2 separate regions of the Mus musculus genome follow, and region 2 is linked to region 1. The links are chromatin contacts, called in public Hi-C maps. All regions are on one chromosome and are shown on one strand. Each heading gives the region's core, a stretch centred on a gene start, on an enhancer-like site or on the middle of the called end of the contact. The rest is flanking DNA. Distances are from core to core; before and after follow the strand shown. Region 1 overlaps Plcb1 (phospholipase C, beta 1). Region 2 overlaps Plcb1 (phospholipase C, beta 1).

Region 1 (3,366 bases), core at 641-3,140:
AAAGAATCTAAATGGAAAGAAAACATCACTGAAAATGCCCGAGAGGCCACAGTAAGCAATAACAAGGAATGTTTTAAACTAAAAGGACTGGTGGACAGGCTAGTCAATAACTGTACATTTTATGCCACATTTTCATGATGAACAAAGTATCACAAAAGCTTATGAAATTGTAGCAAGATGGACAAGTTATGATTGGGAAAAGAATGTGCCAAAAGAGATCACAGGCTCAGTCACACTGACAAGCTTAGGAAGAAGCTGGCTTGCATGTGGAGCTCAGCTCTCCTCATCAAGTCTGCACTAGCAGGGGCTAGAAGCCCTTGGAGGTTAAGCTTTCATTTCCTAACACTAAAGCTCTGTGAGTCCCTCAGCTTCAGGGCTGAATGGTGTTTGGGGAATAAGGGTATTTACCCAGCATGCGCTTGCCCCCCTGAGTACTAACTTGGAACAAGCACTTGCTAGGAGATCACCTGTGTATGCATAGTAAGAGCCACCCGGCATCACCAACCATGGAGACTTGAAATTGCTTCAAAAACTAATAACGGATAAGAGAACCCGCAGAATTAGACACTCTGACAGTGAGGCCAGTGATTTTGTTTAACAAGCTCTCTAAGAGAATCTGACACAGCCTCGAATATGAAAATTGTGTTTTCAAAGCATTTCGGTGTATTAGTTTTCTCCAAACCCTTAAATCTCCATCCACTCAACATTTCTCCCACTTTGAAACTCTCCAGTTGTTAAAAGGACTTGCATGTCACAGTTACCCAGTGTCTGCTTGCCCTTTGACTTCTCTCCTTCATTTATTTAATACTTACTAAGACCTACTATGTGCTAAACACATCACTGAAAGTAAACAAGGATCTTTTTCTTCCTGGGTTTATGTACTCTGTGTGTGTGTGTGTGTGTGTGTGTGTGTGTGTGTGTGTGTGTGTGTGTCTGTGTGTGTGTGTGTGTCTGTGTCTGTGTCTGTGTGTGTATGGGAGAAGCAGTGGATGTAGACAGAGAGTAAACATGGGTATTGTGACATATAACATGCTAGCAAATCACATAACATAAGACATAGAAAAGGGGAGGGAAAAGAGAGTGCTTATGTCCCCAGCAGGGCCTGGGGCCAATGAGCTGCCTTCATCCTCCCAACAAGACCAATGTGGGGAGGAAAACAGAAACTCCATTTCCCTGGTCCTAAGAGTTCATTAGTAGCTTCCAATCTCTTTCTTTCCCTCAAACTTTGTTATCTTCATGTAATCACAGCTATGGTTTTTAAGAACCTTGGGGAGATAGATACACTGTGAGGCAAAGATCTGTACAAAGGCATTTGTTAGGGGATAAATGTGAGATCAGTTAGAAAGGAATGGAAGGAAAATAAAGGCAATGGAGAAATAAAAAAAGAGAAGGAATGTGAGGGGAATAGAGAAAAAGAGGAGGGCTAGGAAGGGGAGGGTAGAAATGGGAAGAGGAAAAGGGGGAGGGAGGCTAAAGAGGAGAGGGGGAAGGGAAGTGAAAAAACGAGAAAAAGAAGTGAGATTATAATACAGTCACTGAAAATGTACCTGCCACCCTCTTAGGAGCTCTGAGCTGACATGGTTCTTCCTAAAGAAGGTTGAGCCCCAAGTCAATACTCATTATGTCAATTTCTACAGCGGAGTATCCAATATGAGTTAGTGTTCCAATACCTAGCACCTTACAAAACCAACTAACTTAATAAGGGCATTGAAAAAAGAACACAAACCCCAAATGTCTTGTTTTTTTTTTAAATATATTTTTCCATTTGAGACAATTGAGTAATAAAACTTTGGCCCAAATGTCCATAAAACGCTAATCCACAGCTCAAGTGCCTTGTAGAATTAGCAGTATTGAAACGTAAGTCTTTGCAGGAGAGTGTTAGTTCTGCCAGATATCAACAAAGTGTACAAGTTCTTACTCAAGGCAGGTGAAACTGCCAAGATTATAATTGCTTGAAACTGTAAGTAGGCAAAGAAATTAATGTTGCTGAATAGCGTTCCCCGAGAGCTGGCAAATTTACTCGAGACTGGATATCATCTGGAAAGCAGGAGAAAAAACTCCATGCAATATGGTTAGCTTTTCCTGAAACCCCTGAGTGGTCATGGCTAACATGGTAAATATTTAATTCCATCACTTGCAGTTAGCCTTTGCCCTCAGTGTTTCACTTTAACAGCTCAGAGAGTTTAGGCAAACATTCAGACTCCCTTTGCCTGCCTGGTGTTCTTGCAGGCTTAGCAGGCTGCCTTGGTCCAGAATCAGAGGAAACAGGGTAAGCAAGACTTGGAGACAAGAAATTTAATGGGAGTGGAAAAGGACAAAATAAGAGCTGAACATGACCTTCAAGGATAAGAAGGATTCCACACACCCCTTTTTGTTATATGAGAGACTACAGTCTGAAACAGAAAAGGGGGAGCTTATATCTAATGACTCTGGGAAGAGGGAGATATTTCTTTCTCTTTGAAGAAGAAATCCAGTGCCCTGACAAATGTTCTTAGCCTGTCAATAACCCGAGTTTGCCTGATAGACCTTCTGGTTTCCAGGATAATTTTCTCCAGTTGAATGTCATGATCAGCAAGGTACGGTGACTCTTTAGTATTTAGGCGAAACGAGTTCTGAGAGTTTCTCATTAGGCTGGGACACAAGAGACCTGCAGGAGCATTGGAAGCAGTGAAGCAACAGTTACACTGGCCATCCGGAAGAGCATCCCGGAGCCCAGCACATGATATGAGCCATCCATCCCTGAGCTAGTTGGTACATCTTGGGACAGCTGCTATATAGCACATTTTTCAAAGACATAAACGGCACTGGTCTCTGCTGTTGCATTTTCTGATCCGAAAAAAATGTGTTGCATTCTGCTTTAAAGAAAAGTCATGCTGGAGTAGAGGTTAAGCACCCTCTCAAACACTTCAAAATTCTACAAAGAGCAAGGGTCACCTCCAAATCACTGTACCTTGTCCACAGAAGGCACCAACTAAGCAGCGAACTGGCACTGTGGGTATAGATCAGGGACTCACGTTCCTCCTGAGGGCACAATCCAATCCCTCATTTGTAATTATGTGTTTCTGCCAAGAATACAATATAGATTAATCACAGACTTAGGGCATCAACTAGATCATCAGCTAGTGGCCTTAGAATTTGACTGTCTTCAGCTCCCTAGCCAAGTATAAGTGGCAACTGAGAAAAACCTAGGTCCTGCTAAGAGCAAACAGTGACTCTAGAGTCATAGAAATATTTGCTTATTACCCGAGGTCCTTTCAAATCATCAAGCCAGCCAGCATCTGAGAAGTGACATGTGCATTTAATAGAGATTAAACCTAGCCTCACACTGAGAAACAAGATCTATCAACTGTCACTCAATCAAACACA
Region 2 (3,366 bases), core at 465-2,964, 390 kb before region 1:
ATTTCAGAGCAGCAGATCTGCGAATCCACCCATCCTGAGCCTGGCAGCCCCTCACTCACCAGCTCCTGGAGACGAAGGCTCGAACACACTGGAGGAGTCGCTGTAGGTGTTGGAAGCTTGCTCTGAAAGCTTCTTCTTACCACTTCCCTCTGACGACTTGTGCGACTTCTTCTTGTTTTTCACCAAGATTTTATACATTAAATCCATAGGGCTTGGAAGAGGTACCCCAGATTCCAGCTATTTAAAAGAAAGCACAGCCTTTAAAAATACTGTCCTTCCTTCCAGGCACCTCTCTAATCCCACTGCTTTGGATAGCACAGCCTCTAGATTGGCATCTACTATATTCAGCATAGTTCACGAAAGCATTCTAATTGTGCCCTGCATTTGTTTTAAATAAAAGATGCTTTTAAATGACCTAACTCATTTTCTACAATGAAACTACAAAAAAAAAAAAAAATGAGGCCACGGAAATGTACAGGTAGATTTAATGGTCTGACCTTGGACTCTCAGGCATTTTCTGACGGGCCCTGCAAGTCCAATCATTTTACTGCAGATACATAAATCATCTCTGACCTGAGTCTTTGGGAAAAGGCCAAACATTGGACAGAAAGAATTGTTGAAGTTGGGTAAAAGTTTCCAAATAAGTCACTGTTTCAGACAAAGCGTTAGGGGCAGCAACATCTTGTGTTGGTTTCGGGTGGGCTTTTAGCATCAGCCAAATCAGACATAATTTCAGATTTTCCTCTTGCCCCTAGATCTGAGCTGTCTTACTGAGCCTTACTTCACTGTTGCAAGTTTGTCCATATACTGGGAAATCAACTTCCCATGAGAAGGTTATAAGTTACTGTATCAGGGAGCATGTGCAAGACACAAGACAGGCTTATTTTTAGAGAGGCCTTTGAAGTCCCACAAGCTGGCCCTCTATCCTTTGCTTGCCATGAGTCTGGGGACCAGTATGAACTCACTTGAAAATATGCAGATACTGGGCCAAAGTGTCCAGGAAGAAGAGGCTTCTTTAGGTTCTGGCTGCTCTTTGCCTTTATGAACAGGGATGGGGCTGCTACCCATCCACTGGGCAGGGTCCTCTTACTCAGGAGTCCCAGGGAGATGAAGAGAAGATCTTCCCTTGTTCTAAGCTGGGCCCCCTGAGGACCTGAGCCTGGGACCTGGAGTTCGTATGCTCCATGTCTTATATAGCTTCAAGCACAGAGAGCCAGGCTTCTACTGCTCTAGGCTTAAGAAGCTAAAGATGTATGGTGACATGGTGACAGGCTTTCAGTCTGAGCTTTAGCCACCAGTAGTCTGGAACTGGGCAGCTGTCATGATCCTCTGCTTCCTGCAGCAGTGATCAGCAGCAAGGCACTATTGCCTGCTTGTGCTCTATCTCCTGAAAGAGCTTAGGGTGTAAGGACCCAGAGCACCTAAAATCCTAGTATTATAGGTCTCGATCCTGGGAACTTAAGGCTTAGCTTTCTTTGTAACGATTTCTATTAAATACGGCCCAGTTTCCCTTCCCTGTTCTTTACAGTTCATTATTCGTCCAGCACCTTTGTTCCTCACCTTGGTCACTCTTTGGAATCCCAGTGTCATCTGGTGCTACTCTGCTGCTGCTCCTACCAGCTCCTCTTCCTATCCCCAGTTCAGCCTTAAGAGAACAGCAGGCTAGAGAATTGTCTTATGGACTGCTCATGCTGCAACACCAGGGGGCAGCACTGAAGGCCATCTCTCTGTGGAGTCACAGTTAAACAGCTTGCTTCCATTCTACAGTGGTGAAGGGGGCGTGGCAGGTGTGTCCGAAACCCATTGCATTGCAGAATTCCCCACACCAATTAAGTACTGTGCTTGCGCTAACCACAAATTTCTGCTGGGCCACCAGGAACTGTGCTCCCCTCTGCCGTGGGTGAATATGGCTGTTCAGAGGTCGCTGAGGCTGGTGATGGCGAGAAGTCTGGTGCCTGCTGTTTAACACAGAGGTAGCGAGAATCGTTTTGCTTTGGCAGCAAGAAGCTGCAGTTTCAGCACAGCTCCCTCAAGGCAGGCATATAATGCTCAGGGCTGTCAGGCTGCCATAAGGGCAGGCCAGCTGGCTGCTAACGAGGGGCTACTTGGCCGACAATCCTCTGTTCAAGCAGCCAGACACCCTGGGCAGGGCTCACAACTGTCCATTAGGGAATCAGATTTACTCAGCTCCCCAATATCTTGTTTAAAGGAAAAATAAGCAATAAGAGAGAGGCTTAAATAGTATTTAGTGACTATTTATTCTTTGCTGGATACCCATGGGGAGAGTTGGGGCATTTCATCGGTTCATGGATGCAACTGAAGTTGAGTGTTTTCTCAAAGGTAAATGTAGGTGGTGGACAGCAGGTGGCAGAAACAGGCTTAGGAACCAGTATTGCCACATTTTGCATTCACTTCCAAAGGGTGTGACAAAGATCCATTGGGGGGTGGGGGGAGATGGTGGTATTTACAGAGTGCTATCTCCTCTTGGACTGTCTTTTATGAGCTGACTCTCACTGCTGAGGACTTTGTAATCTTGACTGACAACTGAAACATTCTCTCCTAGAGGGAAAGAGGGAGGCTGATGATGTTCCGGAAGTAAGGGAAGTCAACAAATCTCACACACTCAGGAAGTTCCTGAAACCTACAAGCTTCTCAAGGCCTCTTTCCCTAATTATACCAGCAGTATGGACTGCTTGGGGTGGGGTGGGGTGGGGTGTGAATCGGGAGAGGACTGTTCAACCGGTCTAGCTGCTGACTTGTCAGGCAGGGAGCACCAGGGATATAGCATCCATGAGTTGATGCCCATGCTGAAGTGGGCTTTTGGATTATGTAGTTACCTTTGAGTTATTCACACCACTGTCAACAACCTTTCATCCATATTCCTATAAGTAACTCCCTGGTACCAAATTAGACTTTGGTGGAATTACTACTTTGGCTTGTCCTCAGTAACTTATTTGGGGGTTAATAGACATTTGTTCACAAACACTAATGGTGTCACTTTAAGCAGAGGAGGGATAAGGCTGGATAAAGAAAAGGAAACAGACACATATTTTCTGACACCAGTCAGCTCAGATCTCGCTGATCATATATCTACAGAGAGGACATATCTCCCCAGCTGTAACTGATAAATGTTCTCCTTCAAGGGAGCAGAGTGCAGCTACTTACTGGGTATTTTTCCAGTGGTTCCATCAGGAGGGCATCACCAAAGATTAATCGGCAATACTCGGCCATCTTGGCTTGTTGCTTCGGGCTAAGAGCAAAAAGAAAGAAATTATGGGGTTTATTCAGAGAGGTGTCCTTTGTATTACTAGCACAGAAAGAAGTCAGTCAGAATCAGTTTCCATTGTTATGAAGCTCTTTCCTAAA

Evidence for each region. A called contact is a pair of places that touch in the nucleus more often than the background predicts.
Region 2: a Hi-C map of 3T3-L1-derived adipocytes shows a contact between it and region 1, with 5 times the contacts expected there. The contact joins two enhancer-like sites. A contact is called at or near these places in 1 of 39 promoter capture datasets (hippocampal neurons), 10 of 484 Hi-C or Micro-C datasets (3T3-L1-derived adipocytes, cerebellar granule neurons, cerebellum and 6 more) and 1 of 115 datasets of contacts at active chromatin or transcription factors (forebrain).

The regions. Positions count from the first base shown.
Region 1 is chr2:134,930,760-134,934,125 of GRCm38.p6, reverse strand. The region is part of intron 2 of Plcb1 (phospholipase C, beta 1); the gene reads right to left. It overlaps Gm39941 (a long non-coding RNA gene), which reads right to left. Exons shown (of 2, transcript XR_866761.2): 2 at 1-3,062. Among named protein-coding and RNA genes, the nearest start is that of Gm39941, 15 kb to the right of the region's middle. Within about 2 kb of position 1,890, at least 11 of the 459 cell types and tissues checked have an H3K27ac peak or open chromatin away from gene starts, as enhancers often do. A contact at or near this core is called in 3T3-L1-derived adipocytes, where this site is marked.
Region 2 is chr2:135,322,494-135,325,859 of GRCm38.p6, reverse strand. Plcb1 (phospholipase C, beta 1) reads right to left here. Exons shown (of 32, transcript NM_001145830.1): 13 at 3,166-3,250; 14 at 60-237. Among named protein-coding and RNA genes, the nearest start is that of 4930545L23Rik, 110 kb to the right of the region's middle. Within about 2 kb of position 1,714, at least 32 of the 459 cell types and tissues checked have an H3K27ac peak or open chromatin away from gene starts, as enhancers often do. A contact at or near this core is called in 3T3-L1-derived adipocytes, where this site is marked.